Regions from separate parts of the Mus musculus genome. Here region 2 is linked to region 1. A link is a contact called in public Hi-C data. All regions are on one chromosome and are shown on one strand. Each heading gives the region's core, a stretch centred on a gene start, on an enhancer-like site or on the middle of the called end of the contact. The rest is flanking DNA. Distances are from core to core; before and after follow the strand shown.

Region 1 (6,046 bases), core at 1,876-4,375:
TTTTTTTTTTCTGTTCCTGTGACAAAATATTCCAAGTTAGGTGGTTTATAAAGCAAATGAATTTATAACACATCTAGTGTTTCATAAACTCCAAAATGAAGTTCTGGATCTCCTGTGGCCATCTTGCTGTGTCATAATGTGGAGGACATCCATTGCCAGAGAAGGAGTGTGAGACCAGAAGCAGACGAAGCTCCCGCTTCCCATCGGGACATCCTGTGAGGACATGCATCTCTGTGACCCTGACAGTCCATACTGGATGACAGCAGAGCCCTCCTGGTCCACTCCTTCTTAAAGCCTCACTCTTTTTTTTTTTTAAAGATTTATTTTATTTGTGTTTACTTTATTTGCCCACATGCATTTGCATGTGTACCACATACATGCCTGGTTCCATGGACCCCTGAAACTGGAGTTATAGCTGTAAGCTGCTACGTGGGTGCTGGGAATTGAACCCTGGTCCTCTAGAGTACTATCTGGTGCTCCTAACTGCAGAGCCATCTCTCCAACCCCAAGTCTCACTTCTTCATACTGTCATGATGCCAGTCCAGTTTCAGCATGGCTTTGGCAGGGGGCATTCTAATAATAATAATATAACATAAAATCAAATAATATGCTCCCGATCACAGACTTCAGAGGAAGAAGGGAGACTGGCAGTGTGCCTGGGTAGCAAGATGCTCTGGGTCAGACTGAGCAGTCTTGAAAAAGGAACTAAATGAAATGGGATCAACAGGGAAAGGGCAGGGCAGGGAGAAGGTGCTGGAAGAGGTGACCCAGTTCTTGTTTGTCCTCTGTGAACCTCTGGGCACCGCACACCGACGCGGCAGCAGGCGACCACCGTGATCTCTGCTGCTGAGGGCACTGAGAAAGACTCAGAGCGTGGATAGCTCGCTTATGACTGCCAGTACCCTAAATACTCGCTCCCTCTTGATATCCCGAGACTCAGTGACTGACCGCTGGAGTCAATGTGTTTGTGCCACTGTGAACATTTTTCTCTGGAAAGTGCTGTGAGTGAGCTGCCAACCTCCCAAAAGAGGCTTCATGTGGGTTTCAGCCCAATATCAAAGGAAAAACCATGCAAGTGGCAACAGGCCAGGAGGCCCAAAGTCACTCAAAGCAAAGAAAGCAAGCAGGTGCTGTGGCTAGAAGGGGTCTTCGTCCCCCGAGAATGGGACCCTCTTGTGTTTTTAAAAAAGAAGTAGGCTGGAGAGATGACTAAGCTGTTATAGGTTAAGCTCACAACCAAAAATATAAAAAGGAAGTAGCTATTTGTTATCAGATGCACAGACACACGAATGTATGAAGGCCTAACAAACTGCCTCCAAGTCGCACCCCACAGCCCCCCACTCTTACAGTTCCAAGCATGTCTGACCAGATGCCCTGAAAAACTACAGATGAGGCCCAACATAAAATTGTCAATATCGTTAAGACATGAGATCTCTCTGTGTGTGATTCTTATAGTGTAACCTGATTGTACAGATCTCAAGTGTAAACAGTAGATGACAATGTCATGCTGTAATCCCTAAAGGTTGGGCCCATGAGATAGATCTTTCCTTTACCCTCCAAGGCATTGGGTAGACTGAAGATGGCTTCCATGGTGAAACCCTGCAGGTCATCTCCAGCATCATGGTGGTAGAAACAAGCCTCCAGAGTTCACAGATCTACACTCTTGAAGAACCTCCTCATCACAGACTCACTGAGACTTAACATGGTTTTGTTTTAGGACACAGGGTCTCATCACGTTGCTCAGGCTGGCCTGGAATTCCTGGGCTCAGGTGATCTTTCTGCTGCAGCCTCTTGAGTAGTTGAGTGGTAGATGAAGACTGGCTTGCAGAGAAGTTTGTACAGACCACTGTCACCATGTTTGCTATTATTGGTTGGACTTAACTGAGCGTAAATGTCCCACCTTAGTCACAGCGCATGCATGCTTTCCTGAGCCTACCCCTGTCACTGCAGGATACCCAAGAATCCTTGAAGTATCACCATCTTCATCCTGGAGAGTTCCAGAACACTACAGTAGAATGTAATGTAAAACTGTAATGACCACTGGAGCCTGTCTCTAAATAAGCTCTTTCCTAGCGGTCCTCTTAGGCCTCCAGACCACCAGACTCTGGGCTCCAGCATCGATGTACTTCACAGATAGCTTCAGAATCATGTTTGGGTTGTTAGTTGTATCCGCCCTCCCTCGTAGGGAGTCAAAGTCCTTTGCTCTGGAGACCTTGATAAAAGAAGTCAGGGCAGAAGGCTGGCAAAGATGGGGAAACCAGCTGGGACCACTCAGGGCAGGAGCAGAGGCAATTCACAATGTGGAAATATCAGAACAGGAGGGCTCTGAGCTGGCGGATCAGTCGGGATGTCTAACGTAGCAGAGAACCCCATGTTCTCTGTGACCACAGGGGCAAATGCATTTCTGTTACTGGGTTACATTGCTGCTCTGTGTCTCACATCTTCCCATCTGAGATCTCAACCAATGAAGCAACCATGCCCTGCAAAACATCGAGAGAGGAGTGCACTCACATAACGTTTCTTGGTTAGAGAGTAGGCATTCCCCCGACGTAAGCTCCACGCCCTCAGGTGTAGCCTGCCTCACGGCCAACCATGGTCAATGGGATGGAAATGTATCATTCTTTAACAGGGAATTATGGGTATGAATGATCATGATACCAACCTTAATGACTACAGGCAAGGCATCTCCAGTCGTGTGATAACCTGGGGAAACTGAGGCACTGAGTAGCAATGTGGCTTGCCTGCTGGCTGTAAAGCATGAGGTTGGAGTATCAGCGCCTGCACCACATTCCTTAGCCATCTCTCCTGGTTCTTAGTCCTAAGCCTGAGCTTCCAAGATATTGTCTAAGATGTCTTCCCAGATGCTAATGGGCAGGCAGGGCAGTTTTAACACATGCCAGAGACTTGATTCTCCCTGTGGAGTGTGCGGTTTTCCAAGTCAGAAGAAGGTACAACGTCCCATCTTTTCGCTCTAAGCCTCATGGACCCTGCTGGAGGGGGAAGAGAGTTCCTGACAAAACACTGTGGGGAACAGCAACGTGATGCCACTCATCAAATGGACTCCAATTTGCCCCCGGAGATATGAAATTTGAGTTTGATGTTGCTGTGAGGAATGCTTTAAAATAACATAGCCTGCCTATAAATTCTTCCCAGCTTAGACATGGACGAGCTTTCCCTTTTAGGACAGTCATGTGACTGTGCGGGGCCATCATTAATTTTGACCATTTTTTTCCGTTTTCATTTCTTTTCAGTTTTCGCCAAAAATGCAATAAATGTCACGGAACAGATCTTCATAAAGCCATTGGTGGATGAATCACGGGGTATCTGGAAAATGTTTTCTTTTCCTTTCTAGTGCAACGGCCTTTTTCTCTTTAATAAAAAACAACAAATGCCACAGCTCCTGCCTCCACAGTAAAAATGTCTTACAAAACAAAAGCCTGGGCTTTGGTGTGTCATGACTACACGCCTCTTCACTCAGGGCATCTTAGGGAACCTACATAGTCTCTGTCTGGAGCTGTGAATCTGTTCTGGAAATGGCTTCAGATATCAGACCATCTCAGGTCACTGGCATACCGTTTTGCACAATGGTTCCTTTGATTTGTAACATATGTGAAATTAAAATAAGCTTTATATGATTTTTTTTGTATTTCCATAAACCCTCTAAGAAGTCAGACCCTAGTCAAATGGCTCAAAATAAAACTGAACCACACTTGTCTCCTTTTATCAAAGGTTTCTGACCAGATGGAAGGGAGATTAAAAAAAAAAAAAAAAGCCAAGTCCAGGAAGACTGTCCCCTTCCTGTCTCCCGAGTAGGTGGCTCTGAGAAGAGCCTGCATGTCATCTACCCAGTCTCCCTGAACCTTAGTCCTACAGAGCAGACCCTGGGACAGAATCTGTGCCAGGGAGGGAGACAGAGTTATGAAAAGCTGCTCTTTATGTGAAAGCAAAATAGATTTCTGAGCTAGGACACATTCAGAGGCAGAGCATCAGCCTAGAAGGAGCAAGGAGCTGACACCCAAATCCAGCAGGGAAAATAAAGAAAGAAGGAAAGAAAGAAGGGAAGGAGAGAGGGGAGGAGGGAGAGAGGCAAAGGCTGGGGATGCAGCTCAGTTGGCAGAATGCTTGCCTACAGTGTATGAAGCCCTGGGTTCAATCCCCGACACCTCTTAAACCAGTCGCATTAGTAAACAATTGTAATGCCAGCACCCAGAGAGGCAGGAAGATCAGAAGGTCAAGGTTGTCTTCAGCTACATAGCAAGTTTAAGGCCAGCCTGGGTTACATGAGACTCTGATTCAAAGAGAGATGCAGGGTAGTTCTACTGCCCATCTCTTGAACAAGGGGAGTCTAATTGCTCTGTTTGTTCAAGTAATTTACACCTATCTGCCCTCCTCTTCCCAAGTCCCTTGTAGGCCAGATACCCTGCAGAACCCAGTAGTTCCTAGTATGATCAGTATGGATAGGCTACCCAAAGACTGCTTCTACTCAAGAATTTGTGGTATACAGGGGACAGATGACATCAGAATCCCGTGGGGGCTAGAAGACCTTGTCTCCTTTGTTGCTTTGATGTGTCTCTGTGTCCCCATACTATCATGGATCATGGACCAACATGACATGCCTCATCACCAGTCTCTGGGGCACTTCCTCTTGGTGTGAAACTATTTTCTATGCCTCAGTATTCAGTTAGCTAACATCATTCATTCGCACACACCCCATATGTACTTTATAAAAGCTAACACGCCGAGAAACGGATGTCCAACACTGACAAGTTTGGGATCTTCATTCCAGCAGTGATGTTAACATATCAGCTAAGAACTCTTCCAGAAATTAAACACCACACACACACACACACACACACACACACACACAGACAGAGAGAGAGAGAGAGAGAGAGGTATGCACACATGCACACACATGCACACATGGAGTTTTTGGACCATATGCATACATTTGCATATAATTTCTATTTTTGTTTCAGGACAATGTTTGCCACTTTTCTTACTGGCCTACATTAAATCCAAGATGATAAGATTTCAGAGCCGGAGAGGTGGCTCCGCAGTTAAGAGCACCGTCTGCTCTTCCAGAGGACCCATGTTTGACTCCCAGCACCCAGGTGACAGCTCACACCCACCTATAACTCCATTTACAATGAATCCCATGCCCTCCTCTGGCCTTGATAGTCACTACATACATGTAGCACATGACACAGCACTACATACATGTAACACATGACACAGATGCAGATAAAATACCCATAATGATAAAAATCGTTTTGATTAGTTATTTTATTGGTTAGGAAGCATCCTCCACTGCTACAGAGGTTTCTTCTACAAACTCCTGCCCACCCAACCCTGCATCATGGCACAGCCACAGAACAGAGAAAAACAGGGTGGAGAAGAGCATTCAACCAGGCCTTCTCCTCTCTGAGGCAAAATAGAGAAACTGCTAGGTTTTTCCTTGTTCTAGGACCCGTGGAACCTAGTGTTCCCACACACCACACCTCATAGCTCAACGAGGACAGACTTCCCCCAATTGCTCTGGCTCACCCAACTGCTGCCTCGGTGCTGAACGGTGAGCTATTGTTCTGTGTAGAAGAAAATAACCCTTTCACGAGTAACCTCCCCACCCACCCAGTGACCTGAACTTCATCTCAGAGGGCACACCCTGCCAGGTGACCCCAAGTGTCCCACGCCCAAAGCCACCTCTTTCCTGCTGGCTACTGCCACTGCCTGAAGTCTCCTGACACTGTACTCTTGGGCCAGAACTCCAGGGTGAGTGGCCACTTAACCTTTTCCGTGCCTGAGGGGAAGCTGGCCACGAGTCAGTGGACCTTTCCTGTACCAAGTGGATGTCACAGCAGATTGAGACACATTTGCAGTGTTGTTGCCGTTTTGGCTTTGTTGGGGAGCAGTAGCCTCCTGGAGCAAGCCCCTTCCACACCTGTAGGATCTTTCACCTTGCAATGATGAGAGGGTGGCAAAGAGCAAGGTGTGTGTGCTCGGTGCGTGTTTTTCTAGCAGGGTAGTAAGAAAACATTTGCTACCTATG
Region 2 (6,046 bases), core at 1,905-4,404, 51 kb after region 1:
AACAGATGTGGGGCAGCCTGGCCCCACCCCCTTTCTTCTTGGGGCCCAAATTTCATCCAGATTAGTTTTCCTAATGGAAAATTTCTAAGAGGTGGGGCTGGTGGGCTGGGCTTCTGGTGCAGATTGAGAGCTGGGTGCCCAGCCAGCAGGATCAGTGGGTCACTTCTTCACACCTTCCCTCTGCAGGCTCCTACCAGCCAGTAATTTATAAGTGGTACCCGAGATCCTAGGGTCTCTTCAGCTCTGCCTCTTTCCCAGGGCCCAAGGCTGGTGCTGATGTTTGCTGCTTAGCTTTAGCTTCAGTGAGCAGACCCTTTCTCCAGTCCTGGAGTCAGAGACAAGTAATAGATGTACTAAACTATGGTCAGCGCCAATTAAAACTTGTTCAGGGTCTGGCACGGTGCCTCAGTAAGTAAAATACCAACTACACAACATGAGGATCTGGGTTTGAATCCCCAGAACCCATGTAAAGAGGGAAGAGGGATCAGGGGTTCTATAATGTCAGCACTGAGAAATGGAATGGAGACAGACGGGCAGGCTGGGCCTCACGTGCCCATGGTCTTGCTGAAATAAGGATTCCTCGTGACCTACATATACCCATGCATACAACATATTCTCCTCCTCCTCCTCCTCCTCCTCTTCCTTCTCTGTCTCTCTCTGTCTCTCTCTGTCTCTCTCTGTCTCTCTCTGTCTCTGTCTCTCTCTCTCTCTGTCTCTCTCTCTCTCTCTGTCTCTCTCTCTCTCTCTCTCTCTCTCTCCTCTTTTCCATGTCAAACGGAGCTGCTGAATTAATTCTGTCTCGCAATAATAGACTGGATGTCTGGAGCCTTGCCCTGAAAACCCCATGCTCCAACTCCCGACTACAGGGACCCATCTTCATTATTCCACATAGACTTAAACTCCTTCCTAGCTGCAAATCCTCTAGTACTGAGATACCCGCCCAGAGACTTGGACTTTAGACGGTGGCGCTGGGGACCCTAGTTCTGGGGAAGTGTGGTGTTAACCAATGTTTGATGTTTGGAGAAGGACTTATGTGGAGCCTGTCTGCTGGGCCTGGAGCTACCCCATACCCACTTCAATAGCGTTTGCCATCTCCTCCCTAAAGTCAAAACGGCCTCCACTGCGAAAATCCAGTCGCAAGAGTTCAGATGCGCTTTCCTGTTACAAACTGGGAAATTCGTTGAGAAGTTTCAATTCTTGTTGCTTGCCGGGTTTCTCTCACCTCCACTTAGCCATGTTTCTATGATCTGGGTAATCCCTTTCAAGCCGGGGAGGAATTCTCGGGAGTCCATAATTGAGGGTCGGGAATCTGGGGCGTGGGAGAAGCGTTAAACCCTATGTATCTGCAGAGTGCAGGGCTCATTCCTCGGAGGTCTGCGAAGCGGCGCCAGAGTGGGTCCGCCGTAGCAGGGTGGCTCCGCAGCCCTTACTTGCCCGGAGCGGCTAAAGGCACAGTGCCCCACCGAACTCCCGACAAGGGCTGCAGGTCTGGGCATTGGGTACCCGCACCACCGGCAAACGTGCTCCGTACACGTGCACCGTACTACTGCAGGACCCAGAAAATCCTGCAAGCGCAGAACCCAGCTCCAAACTCAAAGCAAACTCCAAACTTGAGCTCCAAACTCAAGCGCGAAGCGTGAGCACCTCCGTGCTCCCGCCTGGTGCGACTTCACGCCACCTGGCGCACCGGTTTTTTCCGTTTTGTTTTTTTTTTTTTTTTTTTTTTTTAATTAAGGCGCGAAGGGCCGGGGTTTGTGAACCGCCCGAAGCCCCACGACAGTCTACAACTCCTCGAAGGCCTTCGAACTTCGGGTTTTCAAATGGGGACCCAGAAAAGACAGAAGAATCTGCTTCACGCGAGTGGTTAGGAGGCCCAGCTCCCCCGGCGCGGGTGGGGAAGTCTGCAGGACCAGGAGCTGGTCGGCCTGCAAGCTTTTCTCGGGCTTGGAAGAGGACTGGAGGGAGAGGAATGGAGCAGTGGCCAGGATATGGAAATCCCGTGTCGGGCACTGGGTTTCCAAGGTCAGACTCTCTGCATCCTATAACTTTACAGCCACCAAGCGAGCCACGGGGTCCACGACGACAAAAAGAACTGCGCTGAGACCTCTCTGCGTCTCTGTCTGGGATCCAAGACGCCTGGGAAATGGCATCTGACCCGCGTCGGAAGATTTAGGCTCCAAAGAGGAGTGTGGATGGGTTCGGGCGACCGCGACCGCCTGAGCGCCCGAGGGGACTGTAGTGCCGGCATCTATCCGGGCCTCAGCAGCAGGGAAGACACAAGATTATTTAACCTAGTGTGGCGCAGTGGGAGAATGCTTGCACTCAGTGACTGAATCTCCCTTCGCCAGCTACCTCTGCTCCACTTCTGAGGGTCGCATCAGCGTTCCCGGTTACCAAGGCTCTATTATTGTCGACCTGAAGCTTTGGCCCAAAGTCGATTGCCCTGTTGCCGCTAGCGCCCCTTGGGTTCAGCGCTCCCGCGTGCCCTCTGGCCCACCCCGTGTTCTCTCTCTCTCTCTCTCTCTCTCTCTCTCTCTCTCTCTCTCTCTCTCTCTCTCCCTCTCTCTCTCTCTCTCTCCTGGAAGGCGTCGTGCACGCGTGCGTGTGGATGAGTGGAGGGGAAAGGAGTAATTTTTCCTCGGGCCACCCCTTTAGACTCGCGGATCGGCCACCCAAGGAAGGTGCAAGTGTGAGACCAGGATTGCCACCCCGTCGCCGGGCACTTAGCCAGCTGTTAGCGCCGCCTTTTCTGGGCCGCGCCCGCGGGTGACCTGCCCGGAGCCTCCGTGGAAACCAGCACTGCAGCCCTCCCTCCTTCCTTCTTTACCGCGTCGGCCGCTCATCCTCGATCCCAGGCCCTGACACTCAACCTCGGAGCGGGTAGGCGCGACGCTTCTCGTGCACTCACCACGGCTTACCTTACCCCGGGAGCGCGCCGGTCTCTCGTGGGGACAGTCCCTGGAGGTGGCGACGCGGAGGCGCGCCGGCGACTCACGGGCCGCGGCGGGGGTCGGAGGCGAGGCTCACCGCCCCCGCCACGGCCCCTCCCCTCCCCCCTCCCGCGGTCCCGCGCAGCCCAGTCTCCGCCCGAAGGCGGGTCTGCCATAAACAAACGCAGCTCGGTCACACGTGGACCGCGGAGCAACTGCGCCCCGCCACCGATCGCGGGCTCCGGACGACCGGACTAAGGAAGCCGGAACCGCCGGGGAGGGCAGGAAAGCGCACCGAGCTCAGGCTTGGCACTGGCCACTGCCACCTCGCTCCGCTCCCGCCCCATGGCTCCGCGGCGGCCGCCGCCGCTGCCGCCCTTGCCTTCCGAGGGCCCTCGCGGCAGCGGGTACAAGCCCTCCTTTAAGGACTAAACAGGGTCGGCGCCTGCTCGCCCGCCAACCACAGCCCCAGGAAGGTCGAGGCGGGAGATACTGGAGACCAGAAGGAAGAGCGAGCTGGGATCAGGTCCACACGGGACGGTCCAGCCTCCAGCCTCAGACAGAGAGGGGGGCTGCGCAGCTGGTTTGCGACGGACTCAGGGCTGGCGCCTTGCAGAAGACGTTGGGTGCTCCAGGCCGGTCTCCCGCACCTGCCCGAGCCCGGCACCCCGACTCACCTGACCCCTGGCGTCCCTGTCCCCATTCCGGCTGCCGCAGCCCAAGCGGGACTCCGCGGGCCTGGAGCGCAGCGAGGTCTAATATGCCCAGAGCCGAGGCGCGATGAAGGAGAAGTCCAAAAATGCGGCCAAAACCAGGAGGGAGAAGGAAAATGGCGAGTTTTACGAGCTGGCCAAGCTGCTCCCGCTGCCTTCGGCCATCACCTCGCAGCTGGACAAAGCGTCCATCATCCGACTCACCACCAGCTACCTGAAGATGCGCGCGGTCTTCCCGGAAGGTGAGGCTGCAGGTGGGCGTCCGAGGCGCGGGGGAGCTGAGCGGCCGGCTGCAGAAAGGAGGCTTCCGTGCGCGGAGAAGCCCGCGCGGCCTCCTGGCTACCGTGGCCGCGTCTGGGGAGGCCGCGCCGGGGCTTCGGCCCAGGCCTAAGCTAAGGCTGAGGGACAATCCAATCACGTATAAGCTCTGGGCAGAGTCGGGAAAACCAAGCGTTATTCCTGGGTTAGTGTTTGCCAAGCTGACACAGGCAGGCTAGTTCGTTCCGGTTGTTCTTTCCCCCTTTCCTTTCTTTCCTGGCCCTCTCCTCCTCTCCTTTCACTGGCTTCTCTTTCTTTCCTTCCTTCCATACCAGTCCATGCTGGTCTTCTCTCTCTCTCTCTCTCTCTCTCTCTCTCTCTCTCTCTCTCTCTCTCTCTCCCTCTTTCTCTTTCTTTCTCTCTCTCTATCTCTCCTTCTTCTTCTTCTTCTTCTTCTTCTTCTTCTTCTTCTTCTTCTTCTCCTTCTCCTTCTCCTTCTCCTTCTCCTTCTCCTTCTCCTTCTTCTTCTTCTTCTTCTTCTTTCTTCTCCTCCTCCTCCTGCTCTCTCTCCATTATAATTTTTTCCCTTCTCCTTACTTCTCTCTCGCCTCTGCTTTTGCTCCCCCCTCCTCCATTTCTCTCTTTTTCTGCTGGTGGACAAGGACTCGCTGCTCTATCCTCTCTGAGCTGCTGAATGCACAGGAAGGCCCGCGCACCGCAGGCCAACGCTGAGGCTCCGAGAGTTTGTGAGCAGATTCGAGTGAGAGACTCCTATATCGTTTTCCCCAACTTGCCTCCCTTTGCTCTGGGAAACGATGATACGGGCAGGAGGACAAGAAACTGGATAAGCTCGGACGCTGCCGTTAAGAGAAAAGGGATCATTTCAAAAGTGGCGGGTGGGCCTGAGTGTAACATCTCAGGATTTGAAAGCGCTACAGCGGGCAATTGTCACCGGGCCGCAGCTCTCCTGTGGACGCTGGTTTGTAGGAAATAGCGGCCTGCTGGATGGACACTCTCCAGCGGGTGACGGGCGGCTGGGTCAGGCACCGCAGTGAATCAGGTCTGGGGTCTGTGGCTGGGGCTGAGGGATTCTGACATTGTCAGAAAGCACCGGGCTCCGAGGCCTGTTGCCTCCAGCACCTCCAGGCTTTAGGGCTGGTAGTGCAGAGCAGGCCTCTCGGAAAGCCAGCGCCGCGGAAGGAAGACAGAGATTTGGAGAGTCGTTGCTCTGGTGGCGACAGGTGTCCCTGGGCCACAGGGCTTCTCCACCAGTGCTGTTGCGCGGGGTCAGTAAGCCCCCTCTGCGGCTGCCTCCCACGGCCTGTGTTTACTTTGTCTGAGTCTTAGCTGAATTTTCCTCCACCACAGTGGTGAAGCTCGGCTGTCTGGTCCGCGGGTGCCAGCCTCCAGTCCGGAGGGGCCCGGGAGTAAGCGCCGGCGAACTTAGAGCACCCGGGAGCTGAGGTAGCGAGAGGCGGTGGCTCGGCCCCTGCCCGGCAGGCCCACTTCGGGAGGGCCCTGCTCCAGCACCCTGCGGTCCTAAAGCATACCCAGCTGGGCCCAAGGGACGTTCCTCGGGGTTTCTCCCCCTGCGCTGAAAGTTCTTGGTCCTGGCTCCCTGCTGTCAGGACCCCTGGGTCTGAGAAGGAGAGATGATTTGCTGCTGTCTGAAGTTTCCGTGGAAGGTTAAAATATGGAATTAGGTTTTACAACAGCAGCAACTTTTCGTTGGTTTCTTTTCCACCCGGAAGAGTGGTGTTAGCCGATGTTCTACAAGGAGCCTTCCTATCCGCTTGCTACAAAATAGGCTTCGAGATCAGGCCTCCTGCCTTGAGGAGGTTTTAAAACCCTCCTGGGTTTTAAAAATAAAAATTATCAGAAGAGTAAACGGTATGTTGTCAGTTATTTCAAACAAACCAGAGATTAACTGGCGGGGGAGGACTGCGGGTAAAGGACTAAGTAAGCTATTCTTGTTTGGGAGCTAGCCAGCAAATAAGGACACTGCTGTGTGTATAGCACAGTAGCCATTTAAATAAGCTCTCAGTCTGGTGTGTATAAGAAGGCACTTGGCTGCGTTCTGGGTTCCTGCGGGAGTGGGCCTTCTGTGGGCACTGCCCTGAGCAAGCGTCCCCAGTGCATTGCTCA

What was found. A called contact is a pair of places that touch in the nucleus more often than the background predicts.
Region 2: a Hi-C map of the C2C12 cell line shows a contact between it and region 1, with 5 times the contacts expected there. The contact joins the promoter of Sim2 here to the enhancer-like site in region 1. A contact is called at or near these places in 15 of 484 Hi-C or Micro-C datasets (the AML12 cell line, the C2C12 cell line, CD8 T cells and 6 more) and 2 of 9 other capture datasets (adipose tissue and pancreatic islet).

The regions. Positions count from the first base shown.
Region 1 is chr16:94,031,171-94,037,216 of GRCm38.p6, forward strand. It overlaps Gm31175 (a long non-coding RNA gene), which reads right to left. Exons shown (of 6, transcript XR_876272.2): 6 at 463-2,480. Among named protein-coding and RNA genes, the nearest start is that of 2410003I16Rik, 24 kb to the left of the region's middle. Within about 2 kb of position 3,126, at least 14 of the 459 cell types and tissues checked have an H3K27ac peak or open chromatin away from gene starts, as enhancers often do. A contact at or near this core is called in the C2C12 cell line and embryonic fibroblasts, where this site is marked.
Region 2 is chr16:94,082,106-94,088,151 of GRCm38.p6, forward strand. Sim2 (single-minded family bHLH transcription factor 2) reads left to right here and starts at 3,155. Exons shown (of 11, transcript NM_011377.2): 1 at 3,155-3,885. The coding sequence starts at 3,711. Gm31175 (a long non-coding RNA gene) reads right to left here and starts at 3,039. Exons shown (of 6, transcript XR_876272.2): 1 at 2,919-3,039.